2 separate regions of the Oryctolagus cuniculus genome follow, and region 1 is linked to region 2. A link is a contact called in public Micro-C data. All regions are on one chromosome and are shown on one strand. The core of a region is the stretch at or near the end of the contact, and the rest is flanking DNA. Distances in the headings are between cores, read along the strand shown.

The links. Hi-C and Micro-C count contacts between places; a contact is called where the count stands out from the background.
Region 1: a Micro-C map of ear pinna shows a contact between it and region 2, with 4 times the contacts expected there. The contact joins the promoter of LOC100338112 here to the promoter of DENND4C in region 2. A contact is called at or near these places in 2 of 6 Hi-C or Micro-C datasets (ear pinna and an unstated tissue).

What each region holds. Positions count from the first base shown.
Region 1 is chr1:182,315,348-182,322,713 of mOryCun1.1, forward strand. It overlaps LOC100338112 (small ribosomal subunit protein eS4-like), which reads left to right and starts at 3,106. Exons shown (of 2, transcript XM_017341018.3): 1 at 3,106-3,221. It overlaps RPS6 (ribosomal protein S6), which reads right to left and starts at 3,092. Exons shown (of 6, transcript XM_002708080.5): 1 at 2,953-3,092; 2 at 2,234-2,365; 3 at 1,516-1,726; 4 at 1,173-1,319; 5 at 1-26. The coding sequence starts at 2,958.
Region 2 is chr1:182,181,660-182,188,907 of mOryCun1.1, forward strand. DENND4C (DENN domain containing 4C) reads left to right here and starts at 4,016. Exons shown (of 31, transcript XM_070052793.1): 1 at 4,016-4,423.

The sequences.
Region 1 (7,366 bases), core at 1,856-4,355, 130 kb after region 2:
GGGTGCTTTGGTCCTAGGTTTCTTACCTAAAAATCCAGACAGTTCAATTGAATATCAAATCAAATGCCCAGATTCATTAAGATCCACATCTTTAAGCATGCATATACTTTCTTCTAACTATGATATACACAAGTTTCAGTTATGTCTGAAAACTTAGTTGAGGCTTTTGATTTCTTAACTATTCTACAATTTAGGCTAAACCTCCACCCGCAGTGTCCCGTGTGTTGTTCTGATCCTGCTCTCAGCTTATGGCCTGGGAGAGCAGTGGAAGACAGCCCAAGTGCGTGGGCGACCCTTAAGAAGCTCCAGTCTCCTGCTTCATATCAGCCCAGTTCTCGCCAGCGCAGCCACTGGAGGAGTGAACCAGTGGATGGAAAACCTTTCTGTCTCTCCCGGTGTGTAACTCTACCCCTCAAATAAAATTAAAAAACAAAACAAAACAAAAAAACAAAAAAAAAAAACAACACCTGAAAAGCAGTCTATATCATCCTTGCATGTATGCACTGAGATCATTTATGTCTGGATCTGCTTCAGAGCAGAAACCTCTTCAGATGTAACCATTTTAAGTTCATGGACACTGGGAACACTTCAGGCTGTAAGATTAAACACTCAAGCTTCACAAGAATAGGAATTTTGTCTGTGACATATCCTTAGCACCAAAAACAGCACCATAGTAGGTGTTCAGATATTTCAATAATGAACTAAGAGCCCATACCATGTGCCAAGTGTAAGTTACAACAAATGTGAAATTATGTATCTATGTAGCATAAACATCGCACATTTCACTGTAAAAATGATCAGTGTTACGCATCACTGGCTAATTGTTCACTGGTGGCATGTTACCTAGTAATAGAAGAGGAATCTTCAAAAAAAATCAGACAATGCGTTATCACACAAAAAACATCTTGCATGGGTTCTTCAAAAACTTTACAACCGAAATGAAAGTGTGTGAGAACACTTGCAGTCACAACCCCACAATATCTGATCATTCTTGTGACTTCAGGCCCCCAAAACACAGCATTGAATATAAACAAGGATAAATACCTAGTGTGTAAGACACCTGCTTAAAAATTCAGAAGTGCAAATGCTCCAATATAAGGCACAAATTTTATCTGACATACACTATCTGCCCATGAAAAAAATTAAGCCCTAAATTGTATAATCCCTCCTACCTTCTTTGTTTAAGGGCTTTCTTACAACATACTGGCGTACATCATCTTCTTTAGAAAGATTGAAAAGTTTACGAATTCTGCTGGCTCTTTTAGGACCCAGGCGACGAGGCACCGTGGTATCAGTCAATCCAGGAATATCTTTCTCTCCTTAGAAGAGATAAGTGAACAAAGTTTAACTCAACAACCTCCTCATAATTAAGAATCCCAAACTGGCATGTTTATCCTATATTGATCACTTGTAACTGTACTGGTAGACAAGTTCCTCTGTCAAAACGGAGCTCCTTGAAATGAAAAAGTTCACTTTCCACAAACATCAAACTTAAGCAACATACATGCTTCTCACCTTTTTTTACAATAACCAAGTTGAGAACACTCAAATTGGCATCGACAATGCAGCCCCGAACTGATTTGCGCTTTCTTTCTCCAGTTCTCCTTGGTCTGTAACAGGAATGCCCCTTACTCAGCAGCAGGCGGACCCGCCCATGGGTCAAGACACCTTGCTTCATGGGAAAACCTTGTTTATCATTCCCACCACTGATCCGGACCACATAACCCTGCAGGAACACAATGACACAGTTACTGTTTCTACTCCAAATTTAAAAACGAAGAATTAGAAGCCTTAGCACACTCCAATTGTAGGGAGTGAAATTTGTTTTAAGTCTAATTGGAGGTACTCAACAAGTAGCAGTATTTTCTCTAGCTGCTAAACTGCCAAGTTCAATTAGCAAATTCCTTTCCAGTTCACATTTCTAGACTGTTTTACTAGAAACGCCACTAAGAACAAAAACATAGCATTTAAAAAATACCCCCTAAGTACTATCAGGACAGCGGACTATTTGACGTTTGCTTCCGTGCATAATCCAGGGAATCAAGCCTATGTAACTTCAGCTTTATTTTGCAGTGTAACTTACTACACAACCTTTACAGGTGACAGCTCCCCTTTGCAAGGTGACATTCTGAAATGACCCACCTAAGTCAGACTACAGAACTCTGTAGTCTGAATTGTCAATATCATTCACGGTCTCTCACTAAAATAGCTGCAACAACCCGTTAATTTTTACCTTCCATTCTTCACCCAGAGCGTCGGCAGCAACTTCTGTGGCCATACGCTTCTCATAGAAAGTACGAAGTTTACGTTCATCGTCCACTTCGATGAGTTTCTGGCAGCCAGTGGCTGGGAAGGAGATATTCAGCTGCAGATTAAAAAGGAGGAAAAAGCTTAGCAAGTCGCCTATGTTAGATAATTTAGAGCCTCCCACAACAGTCATTCATTGCAAAACGCCCTTCAAGTCACCCTCAAACAATCGGCAGAAATGTGAAATGCCGGTTTCACTTTTTAAAGAATCACTAGTAAGCATAGTTAACACCCAGCAAGCACCACTCTAGGTAAGCCACGTTTTCTCTAGTCCCGCGGGGCAGCTCCGCGGCCGAGGGCGCTCCGCTGCCGTTCACCCGCTCCACCAGGAAATATGATCTAGGTGGCGAAGATCAAGAGCCGCACGAAAGGGCAGCCGCAAACTGGGAAAAACGCCTGCTTCAGCCCAGGCTGGGCGCGAGATCGCCACCATGGCGCTCCCAGCCCGGCGCGACTCCAGCCGCAATCAGTCGTCATCCGCTCGCCCAGTGAGCTCTCTTTCCACAAGTACAAGTTTTTCCCCTGCCTCAGACCCTTCTCCAACAAGGGACAGTATCTTGAAGAGCTGGGACCGCGACAAAGCAGAATTCTGGAGCTCGATGCAAGTACCTCAAAGCTAGTTCAACACCCACAACCCCGACCTACCTTCATTTTGAAGCAGCTGACCGCCTCGGAGGCGCCAGGGGAAAGAGGCCCGACTTCCGCTTAGCTTAGATCACATAGGCACTTTCCGTTCTCGCGAGATGAACAGACGGCTGGTGTGGCGGAAGTGAGTGTAAGTGGGCGGGACTTCCGGTGGGGGGGTTAGTTGGCGCTAGAGACGCGAACTCCGCGAGCGTTGAGTAAGAAGTTGTGGCGTTCGCAAAGGTTTGGTGAGGCGAGCCGACGTTTAGTTGTAAGAGATAATCCTTTCAGTAAGTAGTATTTTCTGCGCTGTCCTGTGCCTTTTAGCTGTTCCGTGGCCGCGCCCCAGCTGAGTCCCGGCCACTGCATCCGATAACCCAAGAGTAGAAGGACAGGACCGGACTATCACAAAATGACCACCTCAGTCGTCTGTCGCCCGTGCCAACAACCGCGGTTACGCCAAGTCCACGGAACCGTCATATGTCTTCTGAAGTCTCCCTGCTTTCTCTGTTGTCTCTACGATCTTTCAAAAACGGAAAGTAGTATCACTGCCCTACTGGAAATGCATCAAATATCAGTGAAATACTGTCCAAAACCTTTGCCAGGGCCTCAAACTGTAAACAGTTTCTAACTGGCCTTTTGACCGTCGTTAAAGCCATGGCGGTCTTTCATATTAAATGCAGCCTCGTAAGAGACACCTTTCCCAACCACACTACCCAAAACACACATACTAATTGGCTAATACAGTGCTGTTCTATGTGGTACTTAATCATGAAACGTAAATGTGTTATTTATGGTCTACCTTCTCTACTAGATGACAATTTTAGTATACCCGGACACACCCAGATGCTTGATGCATAGTGAGAAAGGACTAGTAAATATTTTTTAAAATGTTTATTTACTCGAAAGAGTGATAGAAAGTTTTCCATTCAATTCCCAAATGCCTGTAATAACCAAGTCTGGGCCAGCCTGAAGCCCAGACCAGAACTCCACTGGGGTCTCACCTGTGGGTGACAGGAGCCCAAGCATTTGAGCCATCATCTGCTGCCTCCAGGTTGCATTAGAGGGAATCTAGATCAGAAGTGAAGATGGGGACTAGATCCAATCACTGAGATGGGGTGCAGGCATTCCAAATGGTGGCTTAACTCACAAGACAACACTCATCCCTTAGTAAATCTTCAAATGACAGTGATGCAACTCTTAGTAGTACAGAAAGATGTGGGAGAGAGAAGGTGCATTTGATTATTCCTCTAGAACATTTCTGGGAGAAGCAGGTTGGGGACCCAGGTGATCTAACTCAAGCCCACAGTCTTGATGAGTACACTGAAGGAAGCAATATTTATTGTCTATTACGTATTTTCTCCATATTTTATTTTCAAGAAAAATGTAACTACATTATATAAACAAAATAATGTTTATTTTCCAAGACTTTTGCATACCATCTGCTTTACTACAAAGTTTTGAATTTAGACCTGCTTTGCGTTCAAAGTTGATTCTACTGAATCCTGTTTGATTAACTTACATTAATTCATAGAATGTTTGCTAAAATGATACTTTTTAAAGCCTTTTATGTAATTTTTGTTCTAAAATTGACTCAATGTAAAATTAATCATTTTAAAGTGAACAAGTCCGTGACACTTAATACATTCACAATTTTATGTAGCCACCATTGCAGTTATCTAGTTCCAAAGTATTTTCCTTACCCTGAAAGAAAACCCCATGCCCCTTAAGCATGGGGCTTATTTCCAGCAGCTACTTGCAGACACCAATCTGTGTTTATACCTATGGTTTTATCTATTCTATATATTTCATATAAATGGACTATTATGTGACCTTTTGTATGTGTCTTCTAATGTTTTGAGGTCCATCCATGTTGTAGCATGTATCGCTACTGCATTCCTTTTTATGGTTCAATAATTTTCCACTGTTTATGATTAGACCACAATTTGATGGACCTTTCAGCTTTTTCTACCTTTTGACTTTGGCAAATAGTGTAGCTATGTTTGAATTCATGTTTTCAGTGTATGTAGGTATATACCTAGGAGTGAAATGGCTGCATCATATACTAATTCTATGTTTAAATCCTGGAAAAATTGTGAAACTTTCACAGTGGATATAACCATTTTACATTCCCACCAACAACCCATGGGGGCTCCAGTTTCTCCACATCTTGGCCAACACACTTGTTCTTTTTCTTTATTTTTTTTCTAGCCATGCTAATGAATGTTGTATGGTAATACATTGTAGTTTTCATTTGCATATCCCTAATGACTAATGATATTAGCCACTTTTCATGTGTTTGACCAATTTGTGGATCATCTTTGGAGAATTGTCTATTCAAGCTTTTAGTCCTCACCCCATTTTGGGGCTCTAGTTATTGAAGTAGTGGGAGTGAATTAATGTGAGGCAAAGAGTAAAGTCTAAGACTGTGTCCCAGGTTTTTTTTTTTTTTCTTAAAAAAAAATGTATGGAGGGGGCAGTGCTATGGCTCAGTGAGTAAAAGCCCCAACCTGCAGTGCCAGCATCCAATATAGGCACCAGTTCAAGTCCCAGCTGTTCCACTTGTGATCCAGCTCCCTGCTAATTCACCTGGGAAAGCAGCAGAGGATAGCTCAAGTAATTGGGTCCTTACACCCATGTGGGAGACTCAGAAGAAGCTTCTGGCTTCAGTCTGGCTCAGTCCTAGCTGTTGCCATTTGGAAGTGAATCAGCAGGTAGACGATCCCTCTCCCCCCCCCTCCACCTTCTCCCTCTTTGCCTTTCAGATAAAAGTATCATAAAAATTACTATCTTAGCTCTAAGTGTACATCTCAGTGTTATAAATATGTTCACATTTTTCTGAACAATCTCTAGAATTATTTTGTCTTGTAAAAGGAGAAACTTCATACTCATTAGACACTTCTCACACCTCCCCCTCCCACAGCCCTTGGTAACCATTTTACTTTCAGTCTACATGGTTTTGCCCAAATATATCTTATAAGTAGAATCAAATAGTAGTTATCTTTTTGTGACTGCCTTATTTGACTGATCATAATATCCTCAAGGTTCAACTGTGTTACATAATATGACAATGTTTCCTTCTCTTTAAAGCTAAATAATTTTCTATTGCATGTATATACCACATTTTAAAGTTTTTTAAAAAGATTTATTTATTTGAGAGGCAGAGAGAGAGAGAGAGAAAGTCTTCCATCTGCTGGTTCACTCCCCAAATCACCACAACAGCTGGAGCCAAGCTGATCTGAACCAGGAGCCAAGAACTGCTTCCGGGTCTCCCACACAGATGCAGGGGACCAAGGATTTGGGCCATCTTCCACTGCTTTCCAAAGTTATAGCATAGCTGGATTGGAAGGAGAGCAGCCAGGACTCAAACCTGAGGCCATATGGGATGCCAATACTGCAGGCGGAGGCTTTACCTGCTACGCTGCAGCAACAGCCCCACCACGTTTTCTTTATTCATTTGTCGGTAGACATTTGGGTCGCTTCTACCTTTTAGTTATTGTGTATAATCATGGTATTTTTTAATAAAGCAATTTTTAAAACAGATTTATTTGAAAGGCAGAGTTACAGAGAGAAGGAGATAAAGATCCTCCAAGCCCCAGTTCACTCCCCAAGTTGCCACACTAGCCGGAGCTGTGCTGATATGAAGCCAGGAGCCAGGAGCCTCCTCTGGGTCTCACACATGGGTGGCAGGGCCCCAGGCTCTGCAGCCTTCCCAGATAGGGATCTGAATCAGAAGTGGAACAGCTTGAGGCCGGTGCTGTGGCACAGCGGGTTAACACCCTGGCCTGAAGTGCCAGCATCTCATATGGGCACCAGTTTGAGACCTGGTTGCTCCACTTCCAATCCAGCTCTCTGCTATGGCCTGGGAAAGCAGTAGAAAATGGCCCAAGTCCTTGGGCCCCTACACCTGCGTGGGAGACTTGGAAAAAATTCCAGGCTCCTGGCGTCAGATTGGCGCAGCTCCAGCCGTTGCGACCAGCTGGGGAGTGAACCAGCAGAGGAAGACCTCTCTCTCTCTCTGCCTCTCCTCTCTCTGACTTTCAAGTAAATAAATAAATCTTTTTAAAAAAACTAATTAAATTTTTTTAAAAAAGTGGAACAGCTGAGACTCGAACCAATGCCCACATGGGATGCTGGCGCCACAGGCAATGGCTTTAACTACTGTGCCACAGCACCAGCCCCATAATTATGGTATTAACATGAATGTGCAAATATCTCTATATGACCCTTCTTTCAATTCTTTTGAATATACAAGTATATCTAGAAATGGGATTGCTGGATCACCACGTAGTTCTATTTTTAATTTTTTGAGGAAACTTCATGATGTTTTCCATAATAGTTATACCAATTTACAGTCCCACCAATAGTACATACAGGTTGCTCATTTTTAAGTTGGATTTTTTTAAAATTTATGTATTTGAAAGTTAGAGTTACA
Region 2 (7,248 bases), core at 2,766-5,265:
TTCAGATAAACTAAATAAATCTTCAAAAAAGAAAAGAGAGAGAGATTTATTTAGTTTATTTGAAAGGCTGAGACAGAGGCTTGGGTGGCAGGGTCCCAAGTATTGGGCCATCCTGCTGCTGCTTTCCCAAGCACATTAGCTGGAAGCCAGATTGGAAGTGGAGCACCCAGTCAATAAGTCTACCGCACACTCAGTGGAAGGGGATTACACAGGGCATAAATACCAGAAGACAAACCATAATGAGAGGCTGCCTATCACATGTGTTGAATATTGATTACTGACCTGGCCTATTTAATATTTAGAGCTTACTATAATTAGCTTAATTCTTTATAAATATCATTTTTCTCACTTTACAGATGGGAAAAGGTTAGGTAACTTGCCTAAGGATGGAGTGGAAGAAGGGAAGCACAGACTGATCTATGCCAGTAGATCTCTCAGTTACTGTCTGAGAGACAATATATGGTAATATATTGGGCTAACATACTGGATTTACTCTGCATCCAGACGAGAATATGACAAGTGAACACATATATGTGACCCCTGTCCTTACAAGGAAATGTTTAGAAGTTCTGAGTACACTGAAGTACTCAAGACGGCAATGACTATGACCAGGCAGAAAACAGCAAGGAGCTTTTTAGCAGAATGTTCATATTCCTTCTTCAATAGGCTGAGAGATTCTTCCCATGCATTCTTTTATCTAGATAGGCTCAAGTGAAACTGTGATACTGGGGTCGTGCTGTGGTGTGGTGGGTGAGACCACTGCCTGCAGTGCCGGCATCCCATATGGGCGCCGGTTTGAGACCGGCTGCTCCACTTCCAATCCAACTCTCTGTTATGGCCTGGGAAGGCAGTGGAAGATGGCTCAAGTCCTCAGGCCCCTGCATCAGAGTGAGAGACCAGAAAGAAGCTCCTGGCTTCAGATCAGCACAGCTCTGGCTGTTGTGGCCATCTGGGGAGTGAACCAGTGGATAGAAGACCTCTCTCTGTCTCTTTGCCTCTGCCTCTCTGTCACTCTGCCTTTCAAATAAATACATCTTAAAAAAAAAAAAAACTTGATACTATAATGACTATAACAGTTTTACAAAAATAATTATTTATTTGAAAGGCAGAGTAACAGACAGGAAAGACAGATCTTCCATCTGCTGGTTCACTCCCCAAATGCCTAAACCACTGAAGATGGGCCAGGCTGAAGTTACTCCATGCAAGTCTCCCATGTGGATGGTAGGGAACCTCTGGGGCCATGGTCATCTGCTGCTTTCCCACTTTCCCTGGTACATTAGTAAGAAGCTCAGTCAGAAGCTAAGTAGTTGGCACTCCTGTTTGGGATGTAGTAGGTGTCGCAAGCAATGGCTGAATCTGCTGTACCACAACACCCACCCATGGATTAAAACAATTTTGTTGGCCGGCGCCTCGGCTCAATAGGCTAATCCTCTGCCTTGCGGCGCCGGCACACCGGGTTCTAGTCCCGGTTGGGGCACCGGATTCTGTCCCGGTTGCCCCTCTTCCAGGCCAGTTCTCTGCTGTGGCCCAGGAGTGCAGTGGAGGATGGCCCAAGTGCTTGGGCCCTGCACCCCATGGGAGACCAGGAAAACCATCTGGCTCCTGCTTTCGGATCAGCGCAGTGCGCCGGCCGTGGCGGCCATTGGAGGGTGAACCAATGGCAAAGGAAGATCTTTCTCTCTGTCTCTCTCTCTCACTGTCCACTCTGCCTGTCAAAAAAAACAAAACAAAAACAAAAACCAATTTTGTTGTTATTGGGATCTCCAGCTGCCCTCTCACTTTTTAGATAGTCAATTGTTTAGATATTAAAAATTATAACAAACTTATTTCAGCTCTAGGTAGGTAACTGTAAAGTTGAAAAGGTTGCTGAATCAAGAAACCCAATTGGTCACTTATATTTCTCACCTCAGCTGAGAAACTAGCCCCTAGACATACAGGTCCATTCTATGAGATTCTGGTAGAAAATGGCAATGACAATTTATGGTAAATCTATAAGGCAATTAAAATAGGAAAAATAATTTAAATCTCAAATCGTACATTGTAAAGTGAGAAAATTCAAATAGGACATACTGGCTTCTCTCATTTTTCATTTTTGTGAGTAGAAAAGCAAAAAAACCCGGGGTGGGTGCTGTGGTACTGTAACTATTAAGATGCTGTTTGGGATGCCAGTATCCCATACTGGAATGCCTGGGTTGGAGGTCTGGCTCCTTTGGATCCAGCTTCCAACATCCTGCTAATGGCGCATCTTGAAGCAGCAAGTGATGGCTCAAGTACTTGGGTTCCTTGTTACTCATGTGGAAGGTTCAATGTAAGTTCCCACTCCTGTCTGTAGTCTGGTTCTGCCCTGGATGTTGCAGGAATCTGGGAAGTGAACTAGTGGATAGGAAAATCCATTCCTGCCCCTTGCTCTGCCTTTCAAATAAAAACAAACTTCTAAAAAGCAAAAAAGCAAAACAACAACAACAACAAAAAAACCAACTCCCAAGCCCTGAGTATTAATGACATGCACCTATTAAGAAATCTTGATGTATTAAATATTTTAAAATTATTAGTTTATACTTTGAAAAAACGGGCAACCTAAATTTTAAAGCATCATATCCTTGTTTTGTCTTTTTTTTTAATTAAAGATTTATTTATTTGAAAGTCAAAGTGACTGGGTGGGTCTATCTACTTCCTCTGGTTTAGTTCCCAAATGGCTACCATAGCACCTGGTCCAGACAGGAGTCAGGAACTCCATCAGGCCTCCCACATCGGTGGTTGGGACCCAGATACACAGCTATCCTCTGCTGCTTTCACAGGTGCATTTGCAGAGCTGGATCAGAAATGCACCTACTCCAATACCTGATGGGCTGTTTGATAAGTGCAGCTTGAACGGCTGTGCCAGGAAAAAATGGCCCTAATTAGATCCTATTTAAAACATCTGCTGTCCCAATTGTCAATATCAATGATGGTTTCCAGGGATCCCCAAATGACTCCAAACTATTATTAAATAAGCCTTATTTCTATTAGTGTACACTTCTTAATTTTGACTGCTAACTGAATAAAGAGCTGAATAAAGAGCTCAAGTTATCTACATATGAAACAAACTTCAAAAATAAAGTGACAAAAGGGCACTTGGGAACCAGGTTTAATCTCACTTTTCAGCAAATACAAGGAGACAATCATTTTCAGGGAAATGATCATTTATGATGACAATACTCACCAGTCAGTCACAAATTTTGACCTGCCATGAATCTGTGAAGTTACTCGCCAAGTTTTTTGGCCAGGATGGAAAAAAAAAAAAAAAAGCTGCATTTTAAATCATGTATTTCTTCCCGAAGAGCTATAAATTAAAAATACTGTCAAAAACATTTTGGGAAATTTGCATTACGGCGAAAAGACTGCGTGAGTATGAGTAGATAAGGAGGCAGGAGACAGCTGAGTAGTTAATGAGCGCTTTCCACGTTTGGACGCCCATTCCGAAATCTCAGCTTAAGCAGCGAAACCGAGAGCCGCCGAGGACAGGGGCGCTGCACCGGGACGGGACCTCGGGCAGCGCGAGGCCGCAGGGTCTCCCTCAGGCTTGGCGCACCCCTCCACAGAGCCGTGCTGGGAATTCACTCCCAGTCTGGGAAGGAAACTTCACGTCTCTTTCTGCATTCTCCTGGTGGCCCTGAGCCGCTCGGCGTCACTTTCTCTGTCTTTGAAAACCCCGAGGAGGAGCTGCCGCCACCTGCCTAAGGCCAAGCCAATAAACCCACATCACACGAAGAGTCCGGGCCCTGCAGGAAGGGGTGCTGGCAGCGCCCTCAGAGCTTTCTCCTCAGCGGCTTCTGCCTGACCAGCCGCGCCAACGCGCAGGACCGGCTCGCGAGCTGCCTGGGTCGGGACCGCGCGGCCGGGGGTCCCGGCGAAGGCTCGCGCGGGGAGGCGGGGGCAGCGGCCGTGCGGCCTCGGCGCGCCTTGGAGGCGGGACCCGAGCGCTGCCCCGCCCCCGCCTCCTCCTCCCCTCCCCCACGCCCTTTCCACCCGCCCCCGCAGTAGGAAAGGGAGAGGGAGGGGGGAGGAAAGTGCTGTTCTGTGGAAAGGGGCGGAAGGAGGGGGAGAAAAAAAGAAAAAGGGAACAGAAACATGGCGGTCAACTCCCGGGACGGCCGCACCACCCGCAGCTCCTAGATAACGCGCCGCCCGCACGGCCCGGCTCCCCGAGTCCGAGGCGTCGGTCTGGGCTAGCGCTGCCGGCCGTTACCCCTCTTTGCAGGCGGCGCCCCTGGGGACTCGGCCCGCGAGGCGGCGCAGGCGCATACGGACCCTGGCGGCGGCGGTCGGAGCAAGTCCTCCGCCCTACCCTGCCGTGCAGAGGGCGCCCAGGCCGCGAACCCGCGCTTTCATGCCCCAGGAAGAAGCTGCGTCGCGGTGGCGCTGAGTGAGGAGCAGGCAGCAGGTGAGTTTGCGGCGCCGGGCCGCGCTCCGAGGCAGTGAGGGCGCGGGGCAGGTAGCGACTCGGGGGCTGGGCTCCGAGTGACCGGTCCGCGGGGGGTCGCCAAGGAGGCGGGGAGTTGCGGGGGCTCGCGTCCCCGGCCTACTTTCTCCCCAGTTTCCGGAGGGTGGGGAGTCCCCGGAGCCTGCGGGATGTGGTGGGAGCGAGGCTGCTCCAGGAAGGGCCTGCTCGCGCTGTCTCCCGGGCCCCTGAGAACCTCTTGCGTTCGAGCGCGACCGAACTGGGCCCGAGGGACTGTGGGGGGGCCGCGGCCGCCTAGGCGGGGAGGGGCGGGAACGGGGTTCCCACGGGGGAGTTGGGCCCGAGTGGTCGGGAAGTTGGAGCGGGTGGGGGGCCTTTGGAGACCGAGGGGCTCGCGCGGAGCAGCGAGGGGGTGGGGAGAGAGTAGAGAACAGGGGCCAGGGCAGGTGTCGCAGGTGAATTGAGGGCATTTCCACTCAGCCTTACGGTGGCCGAACGTCAGGGCTTCTTTGTTGGGGGTGACTTTTAGCGAGGCGGGTTCCATTCAAGTTGGGAGTAACTAAACAGAAATTAAGTCTTGAGCCCCTAGTGCTGACTCCTGTAGAGCTGTAACTTTTCTGCACTGGGGATGCTGTCAGTTCTTTTTTTCTCCCCCTTTTCCGCTTCACAGGCCTTTTCCCTCCCCAAGACCGTGCTTCACCAGAACAAATAAGGAATGACCCAGTTTTTAAATAGTGCCCCCCCTCCCCCATTGTGTGCTTGTTTCACACGGGAAAACTGAAGGCAGTTACCGAAGTTACTTGTGCAGATGGGAGGGAAAGTGTCATCTCCAGTCTGTGTGCTTGTGCCTCCAGCGGAGATTGTCAAGCATTGTAGCCTGAGAAACTGACCCCCTGAGCTTGTTTAATTGTGTGCAAACCCATGTTAAGGCTTCTTCTCAGACCCAATTTACGGTAGGAATAGCTCTTCCCTCTTGTCTCCCTGTTCACAGGGTGAAGGGCATAGTAAGACTGAGAAAGGCGTCAGCGCTAAGGCGCTAAGTTCTCAGGAAATACTTAATTTCAGATGGTCACTTGTATTAAGCTATACAAAATGCAGAATTTTTTTTTCTGTTCATGGAAAGCGCAAAATTGCGAAAGAAAAACTTAATCTCTGTGCATTAAAGGTTACCTATGGAAGGAAAAAGCCAATATTGTCTACCCTCTTTAAAAAGGTTTTTTCTTTCTTTCCTTTTTAATTCGAAAGGCAGAGAGAGCGCGCGTGCTTTCATTCACTGGTTCACTCCCCAAATGCCCCCAACAGCTGGGGCTGAGCCAGGCTGAAGCCGGGAATCAGGAACTCCATCCAGGCCTCCCACACATAAGGTGACAGGAACCCAAGTGCTTGGACCATCAACCACTGCTTTGCTGATGCAGTTAGTAGGAAGCTAGATTAGAAGCTGGGTAACCTGGACTCAAACCAGCGTTTTGATATGGGACATGGGAGTTCCAGATGTGCCACAAGGCTGACCCCCACACTCTATTCTTTGTGTAACTATTAAATTGTTGATAAACTACCTTCTTGGCGTGAGACTGGGGACTCAGAAATGGACTTAGAATTGTATTCATGTACATGATCTACTTCTCATATAGGTTTGTTTGACTCCCATTTCTGGTAATGGCAAAGGTTTTTCTGCCATTTAGTCTACATTTCTTCCTTTTTTTTTTTTTTTTAAAGATGTGTTTATTTTACTTGAAAGTCAGATTTACAGAGAGGCAGAGGCAGAGAGAGAGAGTCTTTCATTCGGTGGTTCACTCCCCAAATGGCTGCAGTGGCAGGAGCTGTGCTGATCAGGAGCCAGGAGCCAGGAGCTTCTTCCTGGTCTCTAACACAAATGCAGGGGCTCAAGGGCTTGGGCCATCTTCTGCTTTCCCAGGCCACAGCAGAGACCTGGATCAGAAGTGGAGCAGCCGGAATACGAACCAGTGCCCATATGGGATACCAGCACTGCAGGCGGATGCTTTACCCACTATGCCACAGAGCTGGCCCCTATATTTCTTTTCTTTGTTATCTCTTTAGCATTTTGCAAAACAGTTGATTGTGATTATAGGTCTAATCTTTTGTGTTACTGATTTTAGTGAGCTGGTTGTATATGTGTTGGATGACTTTGGTAAATAGCACTTCGTTCAGTGTATGCTGTTTAATTTGTTAATTTGGATAATAGAAAAGCTATGATGTTAGAATGTTGAAGTTGGGGAAATTTAAGCCTGTGCGATTTGTGAATGAATGCATTCTGATGTTGAAAGTAAATTCGGTATTTTGTACTACAAACTTGAGCTTTTAGCTAAAGAAATTGGCAGTAGGATTGGTGTGTGGAGACATTTTTAAAATGCAAGTATTTTAAATTACAAGGAACTGCAGTAGTGTATTAAGGCTGTAGGCATTCATGCTGCCAGGCTTGGAAGGTTATTTTGTTGAGGTGCTCTCTTATAATGAAACATGCTAATATTTAAGTAGCTAATTTGTAGCTATACACAAGGGAACTCACGGGATGAATAATAACAAGGCACCTTTCCTCTTTGCATATGTGTTAGGATCAAAACATCTCATATTTTCATTGGAGTTTCCTGCCAAGACAAATATTGGTTTTGTATTGGCTTTGCTGCTCAGTTTCAAAGTTAGGTTTCAGTCTTGTTGCTTGGACCTTTAAGTACAGGTTGTAAAGTAAAAAAGAAAGCTGCTGAGTCAGTGGCAGGTTGTATCATTTGATCTTACTGATTGGCAAAATGGAATATATGTTGTAATTTGAATTTCCAATATGATATGCT